2 separate regions of the Zea mays genome follow, and region 1 is linked to region 2. The links are chromatin contacts, called in public Hi-C maps. All regions are on one chromosome and are shown on one strand. The core of a region is the stretch at or near the end of the contact, and the rest is flanking DNA. Distances in the headings are between cores, read along the strand shown.

What was found. A called contact is a pair of places that touch in the nucleus more often than the background predicts.
Region 1: a contact with region 2 is called in a Hi-C map of ear, with 2.8 times the contacts expected there. The contact joins the promoter of LOC100193535 here to the promoter of LOC103632710 in region 2. A contact is called at or near these places in 3 of 25 Hi-C or Micro-C datasets (ear, endosperm and leaf).

Annotation. Positions count from the first base shown.
Region 1 is chr7:111,651,207-111,657,974 of Zm-B73-REFERENCE-NAM-5.0, forward strand. It overlaps LOC100193535 (Annexin D5), which reads left to right and starts at 4,576. Exons shown (of 7, transcript NM_001138646.2): 1 at 4,576-4,747; 2 at 6,197-6,342; 3 at 6,540-6,758. The coding sequence starts at 4,672.
Region 2 is chr7:111,469,054-111,475,456 of Zm-B73-REFERENCE-NAM-5.0, forward strand. LOC103632710 (type IV inositol polyphosphate 5-phosphatase 9) reads right to left here and starts at 3,228. Exons shown (of 8, transcript XM_008654455.3): 1 at 3,030-3,228; 2 at 2,779-2,918; 3 at 2,548-2,655; 4 at 2,139-2,454; 5 at 1,835-2,019; 6 at 1,442-1,550; 7 at 1,160-1,311; 8 at 376-997. The coding sequence starts at 3,089. The coding sequence ends at 853. It overlaps LOC103632709 (a long non-coding RNA gene), which reads left to right and starts at 1,892. Exons shown (of 3, transcript XR_004851497.1): 1 at 1,892-2,054; 2 at 2,151-4,477; 3 at 4,611-4,783.

The sequences.
Region 1 (6,768 bases), core at 3,326-5,825, 180 kb after region 2:
AGAAACGCCACCTAGATCAGATCATACTCCTCGCCTTGTGGCTCCTCCTGAACCACCTGCTCTTCTCCTGTGGGGGGGGGGTGTGAGACAGCAAGGGTGAGCTCACACATGATCATCGCTCAACAAGTTGTGGGGAATAATGTGACATGAACTCACCAAAGGTGGGAGCTCATGGAGTGTAAGGCTTATCAAAGAGAATGGTTAAAGCTGAGCATTGCTTTTAAGTAGTTGGTCAAAATTTTATTAGCAATTACTAAGTGTAAGTAAATACCAAACCTTAAATAAAGTAATAGAACAAAATTAATAATAAACCCATGCATATGCAAATGACAAAATTGAATTTAAGTTCCATAATTTAATCATCAGAGAGTCCTGAGCTGCTCATGACCGTGAGCTCGGCTAGTATACCAGTTTTACACTCTGCAGAGGTTGTACCCTTTACCCACAAGTCATGCTACCCATCTGCCAAGGGGTCGCGAATCCCATACACCTCTATCTAGGAAGCGCGGCAGGGCAACACTACGAGGCCTTTACAAAGTTCCACTAGCTTCCGAAAACCCGCTACAGTTTATAGGAAGCTCCAATGCAGGGTTCTTGTCTGACCGCCATCGCAGCAAAATCATCCAAGGACCTCCCTACACTGACCACTCCCCTACTGCCCTTGCCCCTTTCGGGTAAGGTAGTCTTCCACTAGCTTTCCTAATTAGTCAGCCAAGGGCGTCCCATTAAACCCTTGTGGTGGCACGTGGTTCTCAAGTTAAGCTCTATGTTCCAATTAACATTAATGAACTTGACATGAACATAAATAGAATAACAAGAATAATTGGAACATAGATATAATAAATGATTATCCCAAAACCATGTTAAGCAATAGCAAACTACCCAAGTGATTCAGGGGTAAACAAGGTAATGAGAAAAACAATCTAGGGTGACCTATTGGGTCCCATCAAAATTAACCTATGCATGGATAAATGATATTAAAGAATATTATTGGGTAAAAAGTGGTCAAGGGCACAACTTGCCTTCTATGAGCTCCTGCTCAGCTACTTCAACCTGCTGCTCACCAGGATCCTCGGTCACGGGCTCTTCTACTCGTCACAATACAAACAAGCACAGTGCATATAGAGAAATTAACATTACACCAAACATATAAACAAGATACACAGTAATAATCTACACATTAAAATAAAATCCTAGGAACAGGAATCATAATTTTTGGAGTTATAGATTTTAAGATATGAATTTATAAAGGCTTTATGTGTTTAAAATAGGATTAAATGAGATATTAATTTCCTTACTGTTTTCATGATAAAACAGAGGCTCTAGGTGATAGAGAATAAAACTACAAAATTTTAGCAACTGGAATGAAGTAATTTGGAGTTCATATGCATTTTCTATGAATTATTGAAGTTCTAGCATATATTTTCACATTAAAAATCCTTTTATAATTCAATTTCTCGGGTTTTATAATACTCTGGATCAGGCCTCATTTACTGAAAAGTGCAGGGGTCTCGGAGTAAAATTCTGCAGACACAGGGAATATCACTGGTGAACGGCGGGTTGAATCTCTAATTACCAGGGGGTTCTTTAACAAAAGTGCCCGTGAAGGAGGTATCGGTGAATCGAGGCCGCGGAGTCAACTCCCAGCCGCACGACTCCGACCATTGCGGCGGATCTCGCTGCGCTTCTGTTGAGCGAAGGAGCTAGGAGATGACAGTGTGGCCCCACGTGGCAGTGACAAGGCATACATGGCGCACGCGTGACTTACAGGCATGGCCCACATGTCAGCGTCGGAGATAGGTGGTGGCTGCGTGGTTCAAAAGGGAAATTGGGCCGATTGATGGCAGTGGGCGAGAAAAGGAGAATGGGCCGCAAGGAGGATTTCGGCCCAAGCGCCCCATGGGAGTCTTCTTTTCTTTTTTTCTGTTTTCTTTTCCTTTCTATTTCTAAATTCATAATTTGAATTCCCATTTAGATTTAATTTCGTGGTAGATTTATCTTCACATTAATTTCCCAACTTAAACATGGCATGGTGAATTTATTTATTTTTGATATTTATTTTGTTAAAGCCAATGCTTTGTTTCTCCAAGTTAGAGTTTAAATTCTATAGAGCCATTTATATATTGTTATTGACACTTTTATTTTTATTATCCACAAATGCACAATCACATAAACTCCAGCATGATGCACAATTTATTAAGGATTTATCCACTTTATCTATGCCTACTAATAATTATCATGAATGAAAAGGTACCACACATGAAGATTTATTTCTTTCTCTTATTTTCCAAAGTTGGGTATTACAATAAACAAATGTGGAACGCCTTTGTATCGACTAATTCTCCTAACTGTACTAGGAACTGGCCTATGTACTCATGCATGCTCTTACCTTGGTCACCCGAAATTTTACGAAGTCGGGTATCCTTGTTCTCTTAGGGTATGAGTGATAATCAAATTGGGTGTCATAGGCTTTTCGATATGACTGCCCCCAAAGATCATGCTAACTCCAAGCTTATCTCGGAACACCCTAGCTGTCTCCTCCCTTACTATGTCATTAGCGGCCGGTCATAGTCCATCGGCCCTTTGATGTGTGGTTTGAGTATTATGCTATCTCCCCACCCACTGGTTTGGGTTTTGTGGGGATATTAGTGCTTGCTCTATGTGGCTCATATGGTTGGTCATCTCTTTTCGGCTTTCTAGGGTACCGAAAAGTACTCGCCCCCACGTGTCTGGGATGTCATATCACGATGCTGTGGTGCTATAGGATGTAGCGGGAGGTTTGGCTGGGACGGATGTATAGATGGGTAATAATAATTATCGTTAGGTTCTGTGTACTCTGCGCCGGACCGTACGACTGTATGCGCGGACTATGCGACCACATGGGCGGACTGTCTGGTGATGTATTCAGACTGTCCGACGTTGTGCGTGGATAGTCCGAATTGGCCAGCTAGGGTTTGCGAGGGATGCGACAACTCAAGCGTGGACTTCGATAATTTGGTTCAAAAAGCGAGGTCGGTCGATGCTGGCCCGGAGAGTCCGCGCTTACGCGCGGACGGTCCGGTCATGCACAGATCAACATGATTACCCCCGATTTGCGTTGGAGGTTGTGGTTGTCTAAGATATGTGTCTATCAACATCTTGTAAAGGGGTTAGGATTGGTCATGCCAATCTAGAACTGTTGAATCGCGTGTATTTTCCCTAGTTTCAACCTCGTGCGATGGAAAATTTGTGACGATAGATTTATTGAATGCACACACTAGCCTCTTATAATGATTTTGCATAACCCTATGATGTGTTGCATTTGTTCTCGCTGCTCGTCTATGTAAGCTTTAAGAGATTGGATTTCATTTGTCTCACTTACCTTGGGGGCAGCTGTAGCAGGTCGGACGGTCTACAACCAAGGGCTAGACGGTCGGCGGCCTGGCGCAGAGGTGAGAGTTCCCTGCTGACGAGCCGGACGGTCCGCGCGTGCACAGGGGCGGCGGCGTTCGCCAACAGCACCTGGATCTCGCTCCTGGGTGGAATCCCGTCGTGGAGGAGAGATTCTAGGGTTTGTGTTGGGATCGGCAGGCTACCCAAGACGTCTCTATAGGACGTAGAGCCGAAAATAGGTGAAGATTAGAGAGAGGAAGCTACGTTACTGTCTACTCCTACGGCAAAAGGTAAAGAACGGAAGATATATTGATTGTAGTTCTATTGTTGGTCATCGCAATCGGCTGTACCCCTTCATATATATAGGAGGAGGTATGTACCTGTTCCTAAGCGTCTCCCAACAGCAACCGCGGGTTTAGAGGGATAAACATGCGCGAAAAGGGATTAGTTACGCCTGATATGATCTAATTGCGGACCGTTCAGTCCTCTGGGCCGAACCGTCCGGCTGTGCCCAGTGGCACAAATGGTGCTCAACACATGCATCCCTGCCTTTTGGAGAAACTGAGCGAACCAAAAGCACTGGTGCAGGCTGGAATCAACTCGATGTGACAACATCAGTTTTAACATCTTGCCACAAATTAAGATGATATTGCTTTAGGAAACAACCATTCAACACCTTGTGCAAGCCTTTACCTTGCGATGTTTGCAACATGTAGGCGTTACGAGTTATTACCTGTGCAATATTTTAAGGACCTTCCCAACTTGACCGTCCACGCTTAAGGCCGGACCGTCCGGTCCTCAGGTCGGATCTTTCGGTCGTGTATAGTACCACAAATGATGCTTAATATTTAAAAATAATATATGACTTATTTTGACAAACATTTCTAACTGGACTAACTCTATTTTACAAGTTCATGACCTGTTTTGAAAGAGCTATCCATTCTAACAAATTAATTTACAGCAGAGAAACTGAAATGATGGGAGAGGAAAGCGGCAGAGCATGGTATGCACAAAACGTTTGCCTCCAACTATAAACGCGGCAACCCGAGAGGCCGCGACTGCCGAGGCAGGGTCTGGGGCCGGTCAGTGTTGTGCCGCCCGTTGAAACCACCACGTAACGTCTCGGACGGCTAGACGCGGTCCACGCTAGCTCCTTGCTATCTCCGTCCTACTCCTCCTCATACTTTACCGCAAAGCGCGCACCACGAATTGCACCTACCCATTTCGCTAATCTCCCTCCACGAGCCGACCAAATCGAATCGAATCGCGCGCAGCGCGCCCGCGCAGCGATTGCCGGCGATGGCGAGCCTCACCCTGCCGCCGGCGCCCCCCAACCCACGGCAGGACGCCATCGACCTCCAAAAGGCCTTCAAAGGTCCGCTACGCCACTAATTTCCCCTCGGCTTCTCGCCCAAATTACGGCTGCCCCACAATTCGTCGGGGTCAGCCGCGCCGTTGTTGTTTGATTCTCGTTTTCGGTCAGATACTGTGGCTGAATGGACAGGAGATTATTCTATGGGGCCGGAAACCGTCGTTGCTATTTGGTTGCCTGGCGGTTACCTTGATTTTCTGCGCATGCGAGTTTGGGGGGTGCGTCGAGGAGCTAGACGATGCTACAACAATTCCCTATTCCAGGGGGGGGGCTAGCTGGACTGGGTTCAGATTGCAGATGGGAAGGTGGTCGAGGAGGGTTATTGTTATTAGAGGCTTATATAGGCCATTGGAAATTTCCTGTGGTTGCTAGGTCAGTAATTGGGTAGCGATTGATCTGGATACAGTGATGGAAATTACGGTGATTATGACATCTTTTGTTTTATCTGACTATAATTTGGGGTCAAGCATGTAGTGGAGTAATACAAGGGAAACTCACCTGCAATTCTGGACGGTGTAGGTGCTATAGATTCCACATGTGTACCTGATAACTAAATTAGTGTACAGTGAACCGAGGGAAATGCATGGGTAACTATAAGTTTCACATACGGTGACTGAGGAAAATGTATAATAACTGTAAGGTACACACATATATATTAGAATTTATTTTTAATGAAAGTATGGTGGTCTTTTGTATGCTCTAACATGTGTGATTAAAGAATTCTGTGGTTAGCTGATATGCAAGTTGATGCATTTGTTAATTATTTTATTGTTTGGTTTATTTCTATTTTGTTACGCATTTCCTTTCCATAAACATTCCAATTTGCTCACAATACCTTAAGAGTGCTGTGCACCAACTGCCATAAAAAGGCCAAAAGACAGGTCAACTGCTTCTAGCCTTCCAGGAACTTATTAATAATCCCTCTGCTTTTTTTATTTAGTGTTTCTGACTTTTCATGGCTTAGATATGCGACTTTGACCATTACTTGTAACTTTATATCACTAAAATGTTGTAATTCTATATGTGTTTCTTGGGATGGTCTGTAACTATTAATTCAATGTGTTTTTTTTCTTGTATTTTTATCACAAAACAATTTATGATCTGATATTTTTCATCAACAAAATTGAAAATTGTTGTTCAGAGTGAGTTTGGTTTGATATGCTTGAATGATGACAGCTATTGTATGTAAGTGAGCATAAATAGTACTACTGTTCTCGAATATTTGTGGCCCGCTAGTTCATTTTTGAACTAAAACGCGACAAATAAAAAAAGAACGGAGGGAGTGTAACTTAGACATGTAATTGAATTCCAGTAATTGAGTGATCTGCATACTTCGATCCTTTTACTTAAAATATCAAAGTTTTTTATTTTCATTACTGACTTGAAGGAGGTGGTCATTGAACATGCTGACTTTTTTATATTGTGCGTTGGTTGATGGTTGTCCATGTCCAGGGTTTGGCTGTGACAGTACAACAGTGATAAACATACTTACTCATCGCGATTCAGTGCAGCGTGGACTCATTCAACAGGAATACAGGGCTATGTATCATGAGGAACTCTCCCATCGCATTTCATCTGAACTCAATGGAAACCACAAGGCATGAAAATTTCTCAAATCATTAATCTAGCTGTACCAATATACTTTATCATCTGTACCATGTATCCACCGTTGAGAACTGATGATTTGAATGGATTAGCTAAAAAAGTGAATATGTGTTGCTCCAATCATGATTTACGTTTAATTTATCAAAACCAATATGTTAAAATATGTTAACTTTGTTTCATGTGGCTCCAGAAAGCTATGTTGCTGTGGATTCTTGATCCTGCTGGACGTGATGCAACTGTTTTGAGAGAAGCTCTAAGTGTTGACACTATGGATCTGAGAGCAGCCACTGATATTATATGTTCCAGGACGCCATCACAGTTGCAAATAATGAAACAGACTTATTATGCTAGATTTGGTACTTATCTTGAGCATGACATTGGTCACCACACATCTGGCGATCACCAGAAGGTCCTGATCC
Region 2 (6,403 bases), core at 1,978-4,477:
GTTGAGGTTTCCCCAGCCCAGGTAACGTTTCCAATTTCCATCATGCACGCTCCAAATTGAAAAACAATGACAGAAAAAACAATGACACAACTATCCATCCATCCTAATTAGGTACCGTTTGGTGGTGTAGGGTGACCAAAATTTAGTTACTTTTAGCCCCTAAATAAGCAAACATGGTGACTAAGGGGTGACTAAAAGAAACTAAAGTATTATTTTTATCTTATTTGCTCTCTCCACTTTATTCTTGCAGCAAACATTCACTAATTAATAGGGGTAATACAGTCATTATTCACAGCAATTAATGCACTTTAGTCCGGTTTAGTCACTGGAACCAAACACACTAAAGTTTAGTTTAGTGACTAATAAAATGGGGCCTTAGTCGGTAATCTCCAATCTATTAAGCAACAGAATGTGCAGATGCCGTTTTTAGGCTCTGATATTCTTTCAGACACAAGCCCAAAGCCCAGAAGGAGCTAGCTTTTAAACGAGGGAAAAAAGAATCTGAACACCGCCACCAACAGAACAATGCCAAAAAAAACCAGCACCTCTTCTTGGATCCCGGTACTCTATCCCCATGCACCTCTTCTGCACACAACTCAATCGGCGTTCAGAGGGAGAGACAGAGAGACAGAAAAAAAAAACAACAACAACTTCATGTTCGTCTCAGAAGAAATCTCTTCTTGGCTCTACTCGCTTGGTCCAATCTTGCGTCCAGTTCTCTCTCGATTTGGCGGCACTCGCGCGCCGTCGTCCATATCCATCACTCTCTGGTTGAATAGACGTCTCATCACATCAGTCGCTTTGCTTGCTGCTGGGCGCTCTGTGCGGCGGGGTAGCAGCCTGGCAATGTTTTTACTTGTGCGACACCGCCTCCGATAACGCGTCGCATTCGGCGTGGAAAACCGCTCTCACCGGCCGGTGGTCCGACAGCCTGTAGCTGCACGTCTCGTATTGCACTTGCTTCAGCCCCTTGCCTCGCCACAGAATGCGATCGCACCTGCAATAACAAAGGGAAAGAAAGCATGCCCATCTGCAGGATTCAGTGTACATGACTTTTGCTGCTTGTTATCTATCGAAGAGCTTTTTTTTTCTTCTTTCTTGTTTTTTTTCCTTTCTTTCTTTTGCGAAAGATCTTCTCGAACAAGAAAGGCGAGCTGACCATGCTGGAGCACGCTTCTTGTCGCTGCCCGCACTGTCGAAGCACCAGTGGTACTGGTCGGAGTTGGGCTGGTACTTGTAGGTGGGGGAGAAGGTGATCAGGCCTTCCTGCCAGCCCTCAAAATGCCGCCCTCTCGAGAACTCGAACAGCAGCTGTGTGATCGGAGAGAGAGAGAGAGAGAGGCACCGCAACGTTAATACTAAACATTCAGAAAAAAAAGATTAGGATGACAAGCTGAGTATATATATCTCGTCATAAAGAAGAAGTAGAAGAAGAAAAAACCTGATCGTTTTCCAACAAGACGGGCCATCTCTTGGCTCTCACCAGCGACCTCGTCTCGGCCTCCTCCAGGGATATCCTGTAGTTCAAGTCACCGAGCAAAACCACTTGGCTGCACAAACGGGAAAGAAAACACATATTGTTTGGATAAACAGTCCACAGAGACATGGTGCACAGGGTGATGTCTGCAGTTTATGCGTGATGCCATTTCGGATACCCCCCTTCGTTTTTTTTTCATTCACAAAGGAGACAGGCACATTTAGTAAAAATTTAAACATGTCACATCAGACTAAAGCATTAGTTTAGGGATCACTTATAGTAGAATCCATATTCTAGAAGATGGAAATATGAGGCTGAGGTTGAAGCAGTTTGAAGGGTGAGCTAATGTACACCTACTCATGATCAAGGATCTTCTCCGGCAACTCGTGAGCTGCAGGGCCAGGGAACCTTGTCCTTGCAAGTATGTCCGCGACGTCCAAGTTCCTCAGCAGCACGTCCCCTTGCTTGCCGCCTGAAGCCAGGTGACAGCAGACGAAGCAGAAGCTCGTGTCGTGCAGCACGAACCGGATCGAAACAGAGCCCTGCATGCGCAAAGCAACCCACACACGCCATCCAGGTGACGATCGAATTAATGATCTCTTCGCACGCAGGTGTGCCTCTCTCTTGTGTCCGTCCATGTATTATCTTACGCGCTTATTACCTTGTTCCCTAGGCAGCCCATGATGCCCGAGCCGATGCACGACGCATCCAGGTGACGGATGAGCGGCCTAAGGCTGCTTCTCGCCCACACCGACGTGAAGATGCCGACCATCTGCTTGCTCCTGATGCATCTGAAGCCCTGTGATCCCTCCACAGAGCCTTCGTCGTCCTTGGCGCTGCTGTTCGTGTTCGCCCCGCCTTCTTCTCGACACCTTCTGTTGAGCGCCTCCCCGATCAGCGAGTTCCACTTGGCAGACACGCGGCTCTTCCTAGGACCCAGCACATTTCTCGCGTTCAGTGGCACTATCTCCTGGAACCTAATTAGTAAAGCGTCATCAGATGAGACTGAGAGTGGTGAATCTTAATCAGCAGGGTATGCATGAGCTAGTCGTTCGTTCACAGGTTATTACCCTAGGACGTAGATGTCGTAGGCGTTAGCCCTTGTGTCCAGCCAATCCTCCAAGTCCAAGCCATCGGATGGTGTAACGCCGCCGACATTCCAGGTGCTGGCAAACACACTTCAGATGCCCAGGTGAAAAAAGAAAGATCAGGCCATCAGGGGATGCATGCATGAGAAGGCTATGACGAATGGAAGGAAAAAGTAGGACGAAAAATGCAAGGCGCGCGGCAGTGCAGGTTACCTGTACACAAGTGTATCCTTGTTCCCATTCAAGGGTCTCTTCCCCAAGGTTTCAGAAACCCCAGATACAGATCCGTGGCCATGCAGTTGCTGGCAGCGGTGCAGCAGCTTGTTTGTCACCAGCCTTGACCCGCGGGTGATCTACAACAAGAACGGCATACAATTGTTGTATGCTTCAGCTTTGCTAACAGAGACGAGAGAAACGAATAGATATACAGGTGCGTGTCTGCTCATCACTGGCCGGTCTCTCACCTTCCTGTTCTCTCCCATGGCTTCCTTGTTTAATAGTAGCATGCAGGAGCGAGCATTCATGCATGCACGACCATGTAGTAACCGAACATGGCAAGGCGCTGCATGCGTTATATATAACTAAAGGAAACAGCAAGGAAACAAAGGGAGAAAACCAGCAACTGTGATGTCGACATATCAAGCAGAGCTCTTCAGAACATCCACACAGTATACTGCGTGTCAAGGTTTTTATGGACCAGCCTGGTCACCTGCTGGCTCTCATCGTAATAACAAAGACAGGCAGACAACAGCTAAATTTTTTATTTTTTTTCCAGCATTGCCTGCGCCGGCCCACTGCATGCAGTGCAAATACATGAAGATTAACATGCTATCTTTTTTTCTTTCTAACAAATGGCACACAAGAAGCAATATGGGTATGCAATCCAGAGTGATCTGATTGGCAAGCTGCACTGTCATATGCCTGATGGGTTTGGCTGGGTAGTAAGACCACCACCGTGCTGTGTGCCTGTGTTGAGTAAAGGCCGGGCGGGAAGAGACAAAGGCACACTTGCGCAACTTGTCTACCTAACATATGTTGTTATTGTTATCTGTTTCTTATGCACTTGCGCTACCCTTGGGTTGTTTTTTTTTTTTGGCAATCCAATCACGCAACTTGCGTCTTTATTTTTGCAAGGGTTTTGGACTCTTGTCCCTATATTTTTCTTCTGTGTGTGTTGTTTGAAAAAAAAAACACAGATATATAGATATCTCAAGGCTGTACACTACCGGCTTCTTTGCTGCGTACGTGATAGATCGATCTTGCAGGTAGCGTAGGCCGGCTTTATAGGCCTGAAAAAACAATTCTGCTAGGGCGTTAATGCGCTTAATTATGCGCAGTTTCTTAACGCAAGTGTGCTAGTATGCTTACCCTCTCCCTGACTCCGCAAAAGGAGCATTCTTAATTTCTTATTATCAGGCTGGCTGTGTGCTTCTATCTTCAGCAGATATTTCAAAAGGAGCATTCTTGTAAAACATGGTGAGTTCCTGGGCCAACTAAACTAGATATTTCAAATTTCTTATCAGGCTGGCTGTGTGCTTCTATCTTCAGCAGATATTTCAAAAGGAGCATTCTTGTAAAACATGGTGAGTTCCTGGGCCAACTAAACTAGATATTTCAAATTTCTTATCAGGCTGGCTGTGTGCTTCTATCTTCAGCAGATATTTCAAAAGGAGCATTCTTGTAAAACATGGTGAGTTCCTGGGCCAACTAAACTAGATATTTCAAATTTCTTATCAGGCTGGCTGTGTGCTTCTATCTTCAGCAGATATTTCAAAAGGAGCATTCTTGTAAAACATGGTGAGTTCCTGGGCCAACTAAACTAGATATTTCAAAGTTCGGTCCAGCAGGGAAAAAATATGGAGGATTGAAAAGATGAAGAAGAAAAGAGACCGGCAAGCACCTACCTCTATAGGTAAGACCAGTGCCCACCGTTCATTTTTATTTTTATTTTTTTTGCAGAAAATTCAGCTCGGCATTTGCCACATTTTTATGCATTAGACAAGCGACCAGTCTCATCTCGTGAAACCACCATCGTTCTTTTTCAGCATCAGACGGAGAGCCAGGGAAGCAGGAAGGAAGGATGGTCCCACCCACGTAGGGATGAAAGTGGTAATCTGAACTGTTAGAACAAATTTAATATTTTAAAATAGATATGTATAAAATTTGATGTTCATCTTTTTTTATGTTATCAAGCACATTAGTACAAATATGAATAAAATATTACATAAATTATTTTATGTATTATTTGCTCCCTACAACACAAAAAGTTGAAAAAATTACCGAATTTGTTTCCGAATCCATACCGAAGTTTATATCTATTATTTGAGAAAATATAGGATAAATTTGAGGTTTAACTTTTATGAATCTTAACAAGCTGGATGTTAAAAACAAGAATACAAATTTGTATTGTATATTCTATATCACAATAAAAGAAAAACGACTAAAAAACTGATTACCGAATAAATACCGTTTCCGACGCAGCAGGAGGAATTCTGTCCGTGCGTTTCTCTGGTAGACAAGACAAGCCTACAGTACACACACTGGCATGCAGCCACGCACAGCTCACAGCTGTGGATCGGAAGCCTACGCACAGGCACAGCTGTGGCAAAACCTGTAGCTGCAACTGCAAGATGCCTGAATGGGCATTGCAGTGGGATTCCGTCTGTGCTGGCGCGAGTTAAAAAGAATGGCGACCTAGGAGGATCAAAACTGGTTTTTTTTTTCTTCTTCTTTAGGATGAGAAGTGATAGACACCGGAATTCAGGTTAGATAAGACTCGAATCTGTATGGTTGGATTGGATGCATGACCATACCTCTTACCCAACCTTCAGCAACCTGGGAAATTAGTGACAATTAAGAAGTATGAGCGATCTAGAAATTATGAACTGATCACTCGTAACATAAGGATACATTCAAATGATCTAAGCACCACATGTATTTTGTGTAACTGAGAGAGAGAGGGAGAGAGAGAGAGAGGGATAATTGATTCATATTCTTTAGGTTTGCAGACCCATCAATGACCAAGATGCTGTGATGCTTTTTTTTAATACAAGTTTTGCTTGTAATGCTAGCGCCGAATTGAAGGGAGCTGAACTCTCGGCTGCATAATTCTCCATTTTAAATGAATGTTGCATATCTAAACGGATAAATAATAGGACATTCGGTAAATCAATCATTATGGCCATTTAAAAGGGAACAAGTCCAGGTTCTTTTTTTTTTCATTGATCATCATGCATGAAGCAAATATCAGCATGGCAAGAATCGGGCACTTACACCAAAAATATTGTTTTGCATATTCGGCGCGCGGACTCAACTGAAATATCAGCATGAAGCAAATATCAGCATGGCAAGATGCTGTTAGGAGTTCAACTGAAATAAAAAATGTCTCATTAACACATAGTAAGAAATTGGTATTACACTTTACTGGCTGTTTATCGTACCAGTGTGAGCTGAGACTAGCTACCTTGGGAATTCATGATCTGTTGAAGGATGACAATTTATCCAGCGATGTTTCTTTCCTTGAAATGCACCAAAGACCAACCACAAGACCACTATAGAGCTGTTAGATGCATGTGCACTTTATTGTTGGGAACGAAGGCCGAAACAGACATCGACCTCGATCATCCGACAACCGCAAACAAACCTTGTCTGTGAATTTGGGCTCCAACACAATACATTTAAGTCCGAGAATGGGGACCCTACCGAATATGCGAAGTTCTCATGTTGCGAAGGGTTTGCTACCCCAGTCAGGTTCGGCGGGCAACGAAGGCCAAGTCCACAGCGGGGCTTCGGGCTCATGAGACCGAATACCCCAACGGTTTTGCCTCTAGCTGTCCCT